Linked DNA regions of Mus musculus: regions 2, 3 and 4 are each linked to region 1. Evidence: chromatin contacts called from public ChIA-PET and HiChIP or PLAC-seq data. All regions are on one chromosome and are shown on one strand. Each heading gives the region's core, a stretch centred on a gene start, on an enhancer-like site or on the middle of the called end of the contact. The rest is flanking DNA. Distances are from core to core; before and after follow the strand shown.

Evidence for each region. ChIA-PET counts read pairs in DNA pulled down with a chosen protein or histone mark. HiChIP or PLAC-seq counts read pairs in DNA pulled down with a chosen protein or histone mark.
Region 2: a contact with region 1 is called in an H3K4me3 HiChIP or PLAC-seq map of forebrain, with 4 times the contacts expected there. The contact joins the enhancer-like site here to the promoter of Sc5d in region 1. A contact is called at or near these places in 4 of 39 promoter capture datasets (hematopoietic stem and progenitor cells, hippocampal neurons, pre-B cells and 1 more), 5 of 484 Hi-C or Micro-C datasets (B cells, bone marrow-derived macrophages, group 2 innate lymphoid cells and 2 more), 23 of 115 datasets of contacts at active chromatin or transcription factors (the 230-238 cell line, bone marrow-derived macrophages, craniofacial prominence and 17 more) and 3 of 9 other capture datasets (adipose tissue, liver and pancreatic islet).
Region 3: an RNA polymerase II ChIA-PET map of memory CD8 T cells shows a contact between it and region 1, with 19 read pairs. The contact joins the enhancer-like site here to the promoter of Sc5d in region 1. A contact is called at or near these places in 2 of 39 promoter capture datasets (both in liver), 1 of 484 Hi-C or Micro-C datasets (CD4 T cells), 2 of 115 datasets of contacts at active chromatin or transcription factors (embryonic stem cells and memory CD8 T cells) and 2 of 9 other capture datasets (adipose tissue and liver).
Region 4: a contact with region 1 is called in an RNA polymerase II ChIA-PET map of memory CD8 T cells, with 740 read pairs. The contact joins the enhancer-like site here to the promoter of Sc5d in region 1. A contact is called at or near these places in 3 of 39 promoter capture datasets (embryonic stem cells, frontonasal cranial neural crest and hippocampal neurons), 3 of 484 Hi-C or Micro-C datasets (CD4 T cells, Th2 cells and nephron progenitors), 9 of 115 datasets of contacts at active chromatin or transcription factors (CD8 T cells, bone marrow-derived macrophages, effector CD8 T cells and 4 more) and 3 of 9 other capture datasets (adipose tissue, bone marrow-derived macrophages and liver).

Annotation. Positions count from the first base shown.
Region 1 is chr9:42,262,801-42,265,692 of GRCm38.p6, reverse strand. Sc5d (sterol-C5-desaturase) reads left to right here and starts at 1,393. Exons shown (of 6, transcript NM_172769.2): 1 at 1,393-1,487.
Region 2 is chr9:42,038,337-42,041,228 of GRCm38.p6, reverse strand. Sorl1 (sortilin-related receptor, LDLR class A repeats-containing) reads left to right here. Exons shown (of 48, transcript NM_011436.4): 16 at 151-236. It overlaps Gm16214 (predicted gene 16214), which reads right to left. Exons shown (of 5, transcript NR_165259.1): 5 at 2,273-2,892. Among named protein-coding and RNA genes, the nearest start is that of Gm16214, 17 kb to the right of the region's middle. Within about 2 kb of position 1,473, at least 44 of the 459 cell types and tissues checked have an H3K27ac peak or open chromatin away from gene starts, as enhancers often do. A contact at or near this core is called in double positive thymocytes, embryonic basal ganglia, forebrain and 2 more, where this site is marked.
Region 3 is chr9:42,426,759-42,429,650 of GRCm38.p6, reverse strand. The region is part of intron 7 of Tbcel (tubulin folding cofactor E-like); the gene reads left to right. Among named protein-coding and RNA genes, the nearest start is that of Tecta, 28 kb to the right of the region's middle. Within about 2 kb of position 1,455, at least 81 of the 459 cell types and tissues checked have an H3K27ac peak or open chromatin away from gene starts, as enhancers often do. A contact at or near this core is called in adipose tissue and memory CD8 T cells, where this site is marked.
Region 4 is chr9:42,107,276-42,110,167 of GRCm38.p6, reverse strand. The region is part of intron 1 of Sorl1 (sortilin-related receptor, LDLR class A repeats-containing); the gene reads left to right. Among named protein-coding and RNA genes, the nearest start is that of Sorl1, 16 kb to the left of the region's middle. Within about 2 kb of position 1,442, at least 174 of the 459 cell types and tissues checked have an H3K27ac peak or open chromatin away from gene starts, as enhancers often do. A contact at or near this core is called in CD8 T cells, Th2 cells, adipose tissue and 4 more, where this site is marked.

The DNA of each region.
Region 1 (2,892 bases), core at 144-2,643:
CTACCTTAAGCGCGTGCAGCATTTCTGCCAATAGGCCCAGGAGCAGAGTAGAGAGAGTATGATATCCCTTTAGCTTGCTTGGTCTTCCATCTTCCCCTGGCAGCTGAGCTTGCTTGCTGCTGCTGTCTTTGGTGAAACCCAAACTATTATTTCCAAACTTCCATTGTTGGCTGAAGGCCAGGGACTCTCCAGGTATACAGGAACTGCTGTGGCACTGAGCCTGGTAGACAGACGCTCTACCAGGCTGTTCATTTTTCCAATGTGAGACAGCCATTATAGGACTACTCTGGCTGGCAAGGTAACCAGCCTCGTGGATGGAACAGCTACTAGGGGTTTAGTTCTTCTGGGGTGAGACAACTGTTATTACTTTAAGCTAGTTTCATAAATTTTTTATGTATGTATTCATCTTATCAGTTCTGTTCCTCCAGAGAACACTGGCAAACACACTTTGTTAAGTGTAATTTATAGAGTCATTTTGGACTAGGCTTTTGCCTCAGAGCTCTGGAAGATCAGATCTGGCCAGAACTGTCTCTCATGCTCAATATATCACTTAATCAAACTGGCTTTTGAAATGCCTGGCTCCTTCTAACCAAAACAAAAAAACAAAACAAAACTAATCAATTGGTAGGACCCTGATACCAGAAACAGACGACAGGTCAATCCTCTCTGAAGTAACTCTGAAGTACTAGTCTTTTGGGCCTTTCTTCTTCTTAGGTTCTTTTCATTTTGGCCAATACTGCTGATCCCTACTGCTCACCTTAGGGAGCTCTTGTATTTTATAGAATGGGCTGCTGTCTACATTCCCGAGTCATAATTAGCCAATTTGATCTTTAAGTTCACCTCCCCCACCCCTATCTTTACCTATGTAAACCAGTTGGGCCAGATCATAACCTCTTTCTCTATTTTTATCGCTATTAATAATTGCTTTTTAAATTTACTCTGCTACACATAACTTTCGATTTACATATTTTAACGCTGCATAAGAGGACTTGCAGGGAAGTGACAAATAACTGCGGATTGATGAACGTTTGAGTCACAAAAATGGGACAAAAGACTCCACCATTAACATCAAAGGAAGCGTCATTAATCCTACTTCAGGCTGTCATTTTGCATTCATCCCGGGTCCTTTGCACGATTCTAGTCAACTTTCTGGGCGGGAAGAAAGTGGGAAGGAAAGCAAGCTTCGTCCGCCCCGTAGCAGCATCATGAAGCGCCTGGATAGTCCCGGCAGAGTGCTGGACCTGGTTCGGGGGTGCGGGGAGGCGTGGGGAGCGCGGGACGCCTACGCGGCGACCACGTGACCGCCGCGACCGCGCCGGTCCAGGTCGCGCGATCCGCCGTCACATCAGCTTATTGCGCCGGCTGCTGATTGGCCGGCTGCCTGCACATGGGCGGGGCTCTGCTGAGCGGGCGGTGTCTCGGGCGCTCTGGCTCGTACTCTCCGCTGGCTGTAAAGCCGCGGCTGACGGAGCTGCTGGGCCTGGCAGGTAGGTTCCGTGCGCTGGCAGCTGGACAGCCGCGAGTGGGAGGACCCGCGGGCGGTCGCGAGGATCCCCGGGTGCCCGGCGCCGGTACGGCATCCGCCGCACCCGTGTGGCCGTCCCTGCTAAAGCGCAGGTGGCATGGGGGGGTGGGGGTGGGGGTGGGGGTCTGGCCTGGCGGACACCTTGGTCCCCGGGGCCTGCGATGGGGATAAGGTTATATGGGAGCGGGGAAGGACCCTGGCCCGGTAAAGCTGGGTCCCTGCCAGTGCTAGAGGTTGCCTGCCTACTGTGAACCCCACATCCAGGGTGAGGTGGGAAAAGCTGGTGATTTGCTTTGCCACCGGCACTTCCTGGAGAAGGTACCAGGTTGCGAACCAGCGTCCGATTGAGGCCTAGGGAGGGTGGTGGGCCGTCACTCCCTGCCTTTCTGAAGACCATACGCTGTAGCGTGCACACTTTAAGCATCGTTAAGAAGTCACTCATACTGGCATCCCTTCTTATTGCCGAGTAAATTGGGAGGTGGTACAAGTGGAAACAATATCTCGGCGGCAGCGAAGTTATTTGACTATTTTGTGTTAGTTGAGTTTGCATTTTCATTAGTTGTGTTAAAGTGCTTACCTTCTGACCCTTACTGTCTTACGGACTTTTGCATTCATCCTGTAATATAATGAACGTGGAGAACTCAGAATTCCCCATCTGTATTTGTGACTCTAGGGAAGTAATGCTGTGTAGAACTTTTTGTGTAGGCTTTACACATCGACTGCTCCTTACAGAACAAAGCTGTTTAAGGCATTGCGCCTTCACTGTCCTGTTTATTAAGATTATACGCGGACACACGTTATAGACTTGTGAGAATTAGATGGGAGAATCTCTCCATCACTCCTCCAGATGTGTAAAGGCCGGATGAGAGGTACTGCAGAGCATCCAAGAGCTTTGGAGACTGAAGCAGGAGAATGCAAGTTCCAGGCCACATAGCCAAAGGGGGGAGGGGTGGAGTGCTTAAAATAATATGTAGTATTTTTTAAATATATAAATGGCTAGTTATTGTTCCTGTACTTTTTTCAGTTAAGAAAAATATAATAGTTTTAAGTCATTTAAGTATAATAGTGGATTTATATATGTTTACTTATTTATCTGATGCTGGGATAGGAACCAAGGCTTTGGACATACTACACCAAAGGAATATCCCTGAATTATACCCCAGGCCCATTTAATTGATAACCATGTTTTAAAGTCAAAAATTGTGGGTTTTTTTTCTGCCAAAGCAGTATACTATTTAACGTAAACTTACATTTCAAGCAATAATGCCTAATTATCTTAGAGTCCATGAGCTGTCTTTGACTTTAAGGGGTTGCACCTTTACAATTTACATACAATTTGGTATGGCCATGTGGGTGTTTCTCACTGT
Region 2 (2,892 bases), core at 224-2,723, 220 kb after region 1:
AACCTCGTGCAAAACCGACTCAGAGCAACTAAACACCATCCTTCCAACTCTGTTGTCCGTGGCCAGGAATATGTGCTCAACTGGGGCTCCTCCATGACCCAGATATCCTCTCCTTGTTTCTGACGTCTTGCTTTGGTGGGGGGTTAACAGCTATCGGAAGATTTCTGGGGATACGTGCAGTGGAGGAGACGTTGAAGCGCGGCTGGAAGGGGAGCTGGTCCCCTGTCCCCTTGCAGGTAAGAGAGGTGGTCTCTTCCTTCTGCCTTCTTGAAACCTGGTTGGGTCATTCTGGTCTCATCCAGTTAAACACGTAGCTCTTCTTACTTAGTGGGGGTGAAGTCACCGAGGTTAGGTATCATGAAGGCTCCTCCTTCCCTAACAGGAGAAGCTTAACAAGCAGGTGAAGCCATTCTGAGGGAATGCAAATTTTTTGGTGGTAGGGCAGGCTTTGCAGGGCAGTCTGTTTGGTACCTATTGAGTGCTGAGCACTGGGGGTTGAAGAGCAGTCACAGACCTTGGTGTGTCTCTTGGTTTGACATAGTTGAATCTACACACATGCACATAAACATATACATATACAAACATATGCATATATCACACACATACACATGCACACACATACTCACCCACTTGCACACATGTGCACACGTACATGCACACATGTACACATACACCACACACATGCACACATGTACACATACACCACACACATGCACACATGTACACATACACCACACACATGCACACATGTACACATACACCACACACATGCACACATGTACACATACACCACACACATGCACACATGTATACATACATGCATATACCACACATAATACACACAAATATGCATACAAGTGCATATTCCCACAATACACCACACATACCCCACACCCCTACCACTACACACACACCACACCATACATACATACCACACCACACATATACTATACACATACATGTGCATAAATCTACACATACGTGCACATTCATGCACACATACACATACCACACATTACCACACATATACCGCACACACATACATATACATAAATATGCAAACACATGCACAATCATACACACACACACACACACACACACACACACTACAAAAAGTGGTTGCTTGGCCTTTTTTCTTCTTTCATGGTTTCCAGGACTTATCAGTCAGGTCAATATGTGGCCCTGGCATCCATCAGCAGTGCTGTTTTGGTGGAAGTGTCATGAGCTCCTAGAAAATCAGGACCCAGCCACACCAATCATGACCCAGGCATGCTGCCTTCATCTTCCACAGGCAGGCAGAGCAGAGCTTCCTGTCCCTCACTGCTCGCCAGCGTGCCCTGATGCTACTAAGCTCATTAGTCCCTTAATTTAATCTTCCATCATTACCAGAGTAATTACCATACCTCACAGTGGAGACGTAAAGAGAACCACTAATTCAGCAGATTCCTACAAATGAGCAGATAATATTCCAGTGCTCCCTTCACGAGGGCCGCTGACGAGGGCTTGGGCGAGGAGGGTTTGAGTGAGTGCTCTTGAGGGCCTGGAGTACGTGCTTTCTCATAAATACTTCAGGGATAATTCAGCAAGGGACATGATTGTTTGTTTAAAGCCACCAGGACAGACAAGAAAGCTATTTTCTCTTCTGACAGAAGAGGAGGGAGCAGGGGATGAAATAGAAAAGTCTCATTTAGGATAAGTCATCCCCTAAATGCAAGCAAGGAAGTACTCAGAGAAAGCGGCGTTTTCTAGGCCTAATGGGAACCATACCGTAATCTTTGCAGAGATGAGGTAATGTGGGCATCTGGAAGGAGTTTTAAAATGCAGCGATTTTTCTTCTTTATGATTACTGCAACAATGTATCTTCTTTATGATTACTGTAACAATGTATCTTCCTAGGCTGAGCTTTTGCAGGACTGCACCAGCCCAGCCTGCTGTTCCTTGTCTAGGGTAGAGCCCACACGTGAAAGCCTGCAATGCTATTCCACCTCCATCTCCTACCCTAGCTTCACTTGTACGATGCTGGAAGGGCACTCCCTAGCTTCTTAGAAGCAACAAAGGCGCAGGGAGGGTTCTGGGTGCTGCCAAGGGATGTGGGTCAGAAATCTCACCGCCCAGCATGTGGCTTGCATCCTGTGTGTGACCTACATCTTCCTGCCCTCTGCCTCGGAATTAGTGCCAGCACTAAGGCTGCATTTAGTTGCCATGTGGCGGTACCTTGAGTATTTTTGAAGCAAGGTGAAAAAACAAAGAAAAAGGAACAAACTTTTCCCTCTTTAAGATTTTTACAGATTTATTATTTAAAGCTTTCAAGGAGCCATGCTAGGGACGAGGTCCAGAACATCCCACACAGTAAATAAGTGTTTTGCCTACCCTGACTTAGAGGGTTTGTTTTCAATGTGTTGTCAGTATTGGAGACTTTTTAAAAAAAATCACATTTATTTGTGTGTATGTGTCAGAGTGGGGGAAGGGAACTGCATTTGTATAGCAGAGTGGAGATGGAGAAGTCAGAGGACAACTTCTGGGAGTTGATTCTCTTCTTCCACTGAGTAGGTTCCTAGAGATTGAACACAGTTCTGCAGACTTGGCAGCAAGTACCTTTACCTGCTGAGTCATCTTGCCAGCCCAGTATTGAGGTTCTTATAAAGCAGGTTATATGCATATGTGAATTAAGTGAATTAACAGGATGAGGGAAAGATAGGGGAAAACAAACATAACAAGCAAACAAACCAAAAAAAAAAAAATCAAAATCGCAGCAACCAATTCAAGCATGAAGCAAAGGATTTGTGTTTGCATCTTGATCCCACATGTAGCATAGCATCAGTAGATGCTTTACATTTTTATAAAGAGTTTTTCTTATGGTTAGTCTATTTGGAGAAATGACACAAGTCACAA
Region 3 (2,892 bases), core at 206-2,705, 160 kb before region 1:
GTCATTGTCGTCTTTTGCTGGGTGGAGCCTCCTTGCTGTGGCTGCTCATGGCAAATAACTGGCCAGCATGGAATGGAGTCTCCCAACATAGGCTGTGTGTTTATTTACTTTCTGAAACAACCAGAGAAGAAAAGCCTCTGTTCTCTGTCTCTTGGCCTTTGAGCATCCCTGAGTTGGCTCTGCTGGTCAATAGGCTTCCTCTGTGCCTTGTCTCCCAGTGGCTCTTGGAGCAGTGGTGTCCTGTTTCATAGTAAGTCGAGTGTGTGCTGCAGGTGGCTGGAAAGATGTCCTCTCCTGGTGGATCATGTTTCAGTTACGGGATTCTCCTGCTTCACCAGGAGAACTTCGAGGAACTGACTCTAGATCCTAGCTGGGGTCCAGGGGACATTTTAACTTATTAACTGAGAACTTGCTATAAACCAAACGGCACTGGACTAGAAACTGGGGGTACAGGGATAAACTGCACTGGACTAGAAACTGGGGGTGCAGGGATAAACTGCGGTGTGTGAGAGGCTTGCTTTGGAGCTAAGCTGGAGACCCTTTCCTTCGCTGGGTCCTGACCTCTTGACTTCCAGAGACTAAGTTCCCAGGCCTTTCTTCCTTGCACCCCTCTTCCTGCACCTGTCCAGTTCTTACTTATAGCCATTCCTATGGCTCTAGATGCCACCTGTGTGGGGTAGCTGTAATCAGTGATTGTAATGATAAATAAACAGTAGATGTAATAATGACTGTAACTGAGGGTCAGGTCAGGGATGGATTACCCTGACCTGGTGTTTCCAGTTGTCAGCTTGACACCTCGCCTGGATGATGAAACTGTGTCTGAGATCAGACGTCCTCTCCACACACACAGTCTTCCTCCACACTCACCCCTCCCCCCTCCTCGCCCCTTCCATTCCTGCTCTGAGAATGATGGAGTCACTCAGGGTTTATTTCTCCCTGTTCTCTGTGGAGACCATCTGGGTTCTTTTTCTTTTGAAGTTAGATTTTCACAGACTCCATAGATGGCTTCAAACTTCCGTCTGCTGCGTTCTCAAGTCCCAATCTTCACACTGTCTTGCCTGTTCTGTTAATGTTACAGCAGCCAACACAAAGTCAGGTTTATATATTTCAAACAACAGAAGCAGGAACCTGCTTGCTGGTGACCAGCTGGCTCTCTGTCACCTCAGGCTCTGGCGCTCTCTCGCAGTTTGGACTGCACCAAGCAGGCTGCCTGTGTGGCTTTCTCTCTTGCTCTCACCTTATTTGAGGTTCTTCATCAGCACCCCCTAGCTAAGATGGCATACCTTGGCTCCTATTATTCCCTTAGCCCACTTTGATCTCACTTGTCTATTACTGGACTTGATTTGTATTGTGTTGTCTGTCCATTTGTATGTCAGTGTCTTCACGCCTCCCACACTTGGTACTGTCTGCTGGGTGGAACAGCAGTGTTTCCTGTTCGGGGCCTTCCTTCCTCCCCAGGATCCAGACGTTGCCTGGCAGTGTAGCACTGCTCAGTATATGACTGTGCTCATGAGGAAGCCGGTTAGGTCAGGCAAAGGGCCGCCCTATCCTAGAAAGCATTTGTGCTAGCCTGGTCAAGGTGAGGGGGTTATTCTGAATGGAAGTAGTGGAGGTAAGAGAGGAGACAGCATGGCTGTGGCACTTGCTGTTCTTTCTTACTGTGGTAGGAAATTGCTGGAAGTTTGATGGGGGGCTGTGGGGATTTCAAAGGGTGGGCTTGGGTTCTGGTTATAAGGAGGGCCTGAGAGAGACCTGGAGAGCAAATTGCTCATTGAGACTATAGGAAACAAGGCTGACTCTAGACACTGAAAGAGGATGCCTGCTTTGGGCTAAATTATAGAATTTAGTCCTGGGGAAACACATTGCGCATTTCTGCTTGTTTTTGAGTATTTACAGTCACGATCCCTCTAGGGCAACGCAACCATCTTTCAGGATGGCGGGAGCCTCCACACTTAAAGCCCAGCACATGTGTCATTACTGCTTTGCCCTTAACTGATGCCAATCACACTGCTTCTGTTTATGAGTTTCCCTTCATCTTGCCTTTGCTTTCTCTCTCCATCTCCTCTGAGAGATTGGATGTAAATTGCTTCTTTAGCGCTGAGCTAATATGTAGTCCTGTTTAATTTTAAAGAGAGAAAAAACAAAAGGAAGCAAGTTCCTCTAGGATCTCAACCTGATTGTATCTTTGGGGGTTCAGTGGCTTCTTGATTTTGAGCGCAGTGAGTGACCTAGCTGATTTGAGGTGTCCCTTTCTTGAGACCTTAAAATTTCAAACTTTATCAAACGAGTTATAAGAGCCATGGTTCCAGAGGACAGTGCCGATGGACCAGTGGACAGAGGAGTGCTGCTGTCAGAGACCAGGGGTAAAGCTTCCTTAAGCTTTGCTTTGCTTTCACTCTCCCCAAAGCTGTGTCCTGAGGGATGCTTGAGCTCTTGGGACAGCTTCTTTAGAATGTCAAGGATTAGGCGCCCAGTTCCTCGAGTGCTTGCTTAGTGTCACCAACGGCATGCTTTGTGAAGTATGGAGAGTGGCTTTTCCTGCTAGAGACTCATGGCTCTTCTTAGCTGAGTTGATTGTATCTCCTGTGATTGTGAGGCAGGGCAGCAGGCTGTATTTGGACACCACCCCAATGAAGGCCCGTTTTGTCTCCAACACTGGAGGAATCCTAGCGCACTGTGTCCCTTCCCTCATATTCCTTCCACACAGAGGACCTGCTGTTGTGAAGAGCATTCTTCGCCTGGACACAGGTCTCCTGGGGTTCTCGGCATTGCCAAGCTCCATCATCCTCTGTCAGGGTGGTGACACAGCACTGCTCACATTCATCTGGGAGTCTGATGGGAGACAAAAGGGGCTTTCTCCTCCCAGCTCCTCGGAGACCCTCTGAAATGTTA
Region 4 (2,892 bases), core at 193-2,692, 160 kb after region 1:
GGTCACAGTCCCCTGGGGACTGCATCCTGCCTTTTCCTGTAGTTCGGCTATGGACAGGAGGAAAATAGACTGCATGTCATGATCTTAATAAAATTTATGGTGTGCTGACCTTCCTCTCCTGGCTCCCTTGACTGTCCTTGGGGTGCATCGATTCCTGCTACTGATTTGGGTCCTGTGCTTTGGGCGTGGGGGGATGGGCACCTGGGCTGCCTTGAAGATTAGTGGTGACTCACCAGGGAGGTATTCTCATGACTGGATATGCTTGACATCTCTGCCAAGGCAAGGAACTGAACTGTTTGTGTGAGTGCCTGGTGACCCTTGGACAAGCCTTTGCTTGTCAGGGAGCCTTCTCTTTCACCTTGCTGGGCTGCCCTTTTCCAGTCTGCTCTTAGGGATAAAGGGGACATCAGATAGAAAAGGCTTTAAAAAAAAAAGTTCCACTGAGTTTGCTCTTCCCCTCAGAGGCTCTCTTTATAAGAATACCCTGGAATATTTTGATGCCTCTCTTTTGTGCCCATTTTATCCCTCACCCCTTAGGATCAGTTAACGAAACCTATGCTCTCTGCTACAAAGACCCCAGCAAGTGTTGTCAGACCTCCTCCCCACTCTGATCCTGTAACACTTTGTAGCCTGTTCAACGTGTCCTCTGATTGTTAACCTGCCAGAGGGAGGGCTTCGCCCACTTTTGAGGATGGCCAGGTTGAGTACAGGTGGGCCTTTTTATCTCTGACCTCTGGTGAACTTCCGGTGATTCCCCTAGGTTCCTAACCCCTTTCTGAGTGTCATTTACATAGGTGTCTTGTTTGTTCCTAGGGTGCAGATGGTTTTGTAGGCGAGAGAGGGTTTTAGCCCGAGTGTCTGAGGTGTCTGTGTTGGTGGGCTTCTGATCCAGCAGTATTCCCAGTTTCTTCCTGGAAGCCTAGGTTGGAAGGGAGGGGAAGGGAAAGAAAGTAACAGTAAAGTTTGACTCTTGGGGGCAGGAGGAGGTGGGGGAGTCCCTTAGCTGGTTTTATTATTATTTTTTTTGAGTTAAATAATTTATTTGTTTTTGATTTGCATGTTTCTGTTGATGCTTGCCTGGACTTATCTACTGGTAATGAGATGTATACATATATATATATATTATCATCTCTTTTTATTTGAAGCCGTCTCTCTTCAGGTAGTTTTTAGTGTTTGGTTCTTGGATCAAATTAGATGCAGGTGCCTCAAATCCAAAGCAGGGCCTTTGCAGGTTAGTTAGCTTCTTGGTGGGGCTGGCTGCCAAGTTTGTGGCCCAGGTGTTTTTCTTCTCCCTTGTGACATCTGAGAGCACCCCTACGGAGTGGGTGGGGAGATACAAGGGTGGAGGAAGAAGGGAAAGGAAGAGGGTGGAGCTGTGAAGAGGGGCAGGTTTTCTGCCAGAGCTCTGCAGAAAGAAGTGTGGGCCCACTCAACTTGAACTTTTCCTTAGTTCTAGAGTGGTGCTAGGGCCGGGCAGGTGAGCTCTCTGGCTTCAGAGGCAGGCTCTGAGTCCCTAAAGCTCCGCCTCCAAGCCTGTGGGTTTGAGATGACTCAGGAGGCTGGCAGCAGACAAGGCTTATTTCAGACAACTCTGCAGGAGCTCTGGGTTTGGGGAGGCCTTGTTCAGCTTCTCAGTGATGCACCAGAGCTTGTCGGTGTCCCCACAGGTTGAGTAGAGCTCAAGTGTTCTGGAAAGTGAGTCATCTTGGAGCTGATGTCTGTCAGTGCATGGCAACTAAGTCGAGAACACGTGTGCTCAGAGTGGTAGCCACAGCCACAATAGGGAAAGGAGAAAAGGCCACACAGCTAGGCCCATGAGGCAAGATCGAGCTGAAGGAACAAAGGGCTCTTTATTCCCCTTATAGCCTTCCTCAGTTTCTACAGACAGACGCTGAAAGCTTTCTAGCGTCAGGATAGCTCTCAATTCTAATCAGTTCAGAGGGAGTGTTCCTGGATCAGCGGCAGGCCTATCAATCAGGAACCCAGGATCTTTCTACCCTGTTTCTCTGCTTGCATCTGGGCCATTAGGATCCGGAGTTGCCACCTGTGGATGGGGGAAGAAAACAGAATTGTGCATGGTCCAGGGTAGAGTGGTCCTATGGATCATCTCTTAAAGTCTTCTGTCTAGAACTCTGTTCCTGGGATACACCTTTGCTGTCTCAGGCTGGAGAAGAAGAGTCTATGGTGACTTCAGAAAGTATATCAAGAGAGTAGGTGGTCAAGCTGCGACATGGTGGCTTAGCCACAGAAATGGCTACCTAGTCCTTGGTTGGTTGGCTTATATATTCTTTTTTTAATTTTGCTGGTTTACAAAATTGCAAGTCTGGGGACTTCTGTTAGCAGTAATCTAAAAGGCTACTTTTGTTCAGATCTGAGAAAGGTTTCCTCATTTGAGACATTAAAAGGGAAATAAATGTGACACATTGTTATCTCTCTTAGCACTGAGGCAGGAGGATCATGATCACTAAGGCTACCTAATGAGACCCTGTCTTAAACAAATAACAAGGAAAAGTAGAGAGACTGCATAAGGCAGCCTTCCTTTCGCCTCTCATGCTTAGCTGACGTGGAGCAGTGATGTCTCCCTGCCACGAAACACTGGTTTAGCATGAAGCTCAAAAAGCATGTGACCTTTTGGCCTGTGAAATTTTGAAAAATACTTTAAGTTGTTTTTTAATTGGCATACCACTGGCCCGTGTTCCCGAGGTACAGTGTGAAGATGTTTCAGGGGGTGTGCGATAGAGATAACTGGTACATTCAGGGAACGGTTGGGGAACTAAGAGACAGACACCCCAGTCAGAGTCAGCGGGGAGACTACTTAAAATCTCCTTCATTTTTGAATACAATTAGCCGGGCGTGGTGGCTTGTTGCCAATGATAGCCATCCTACCATGCT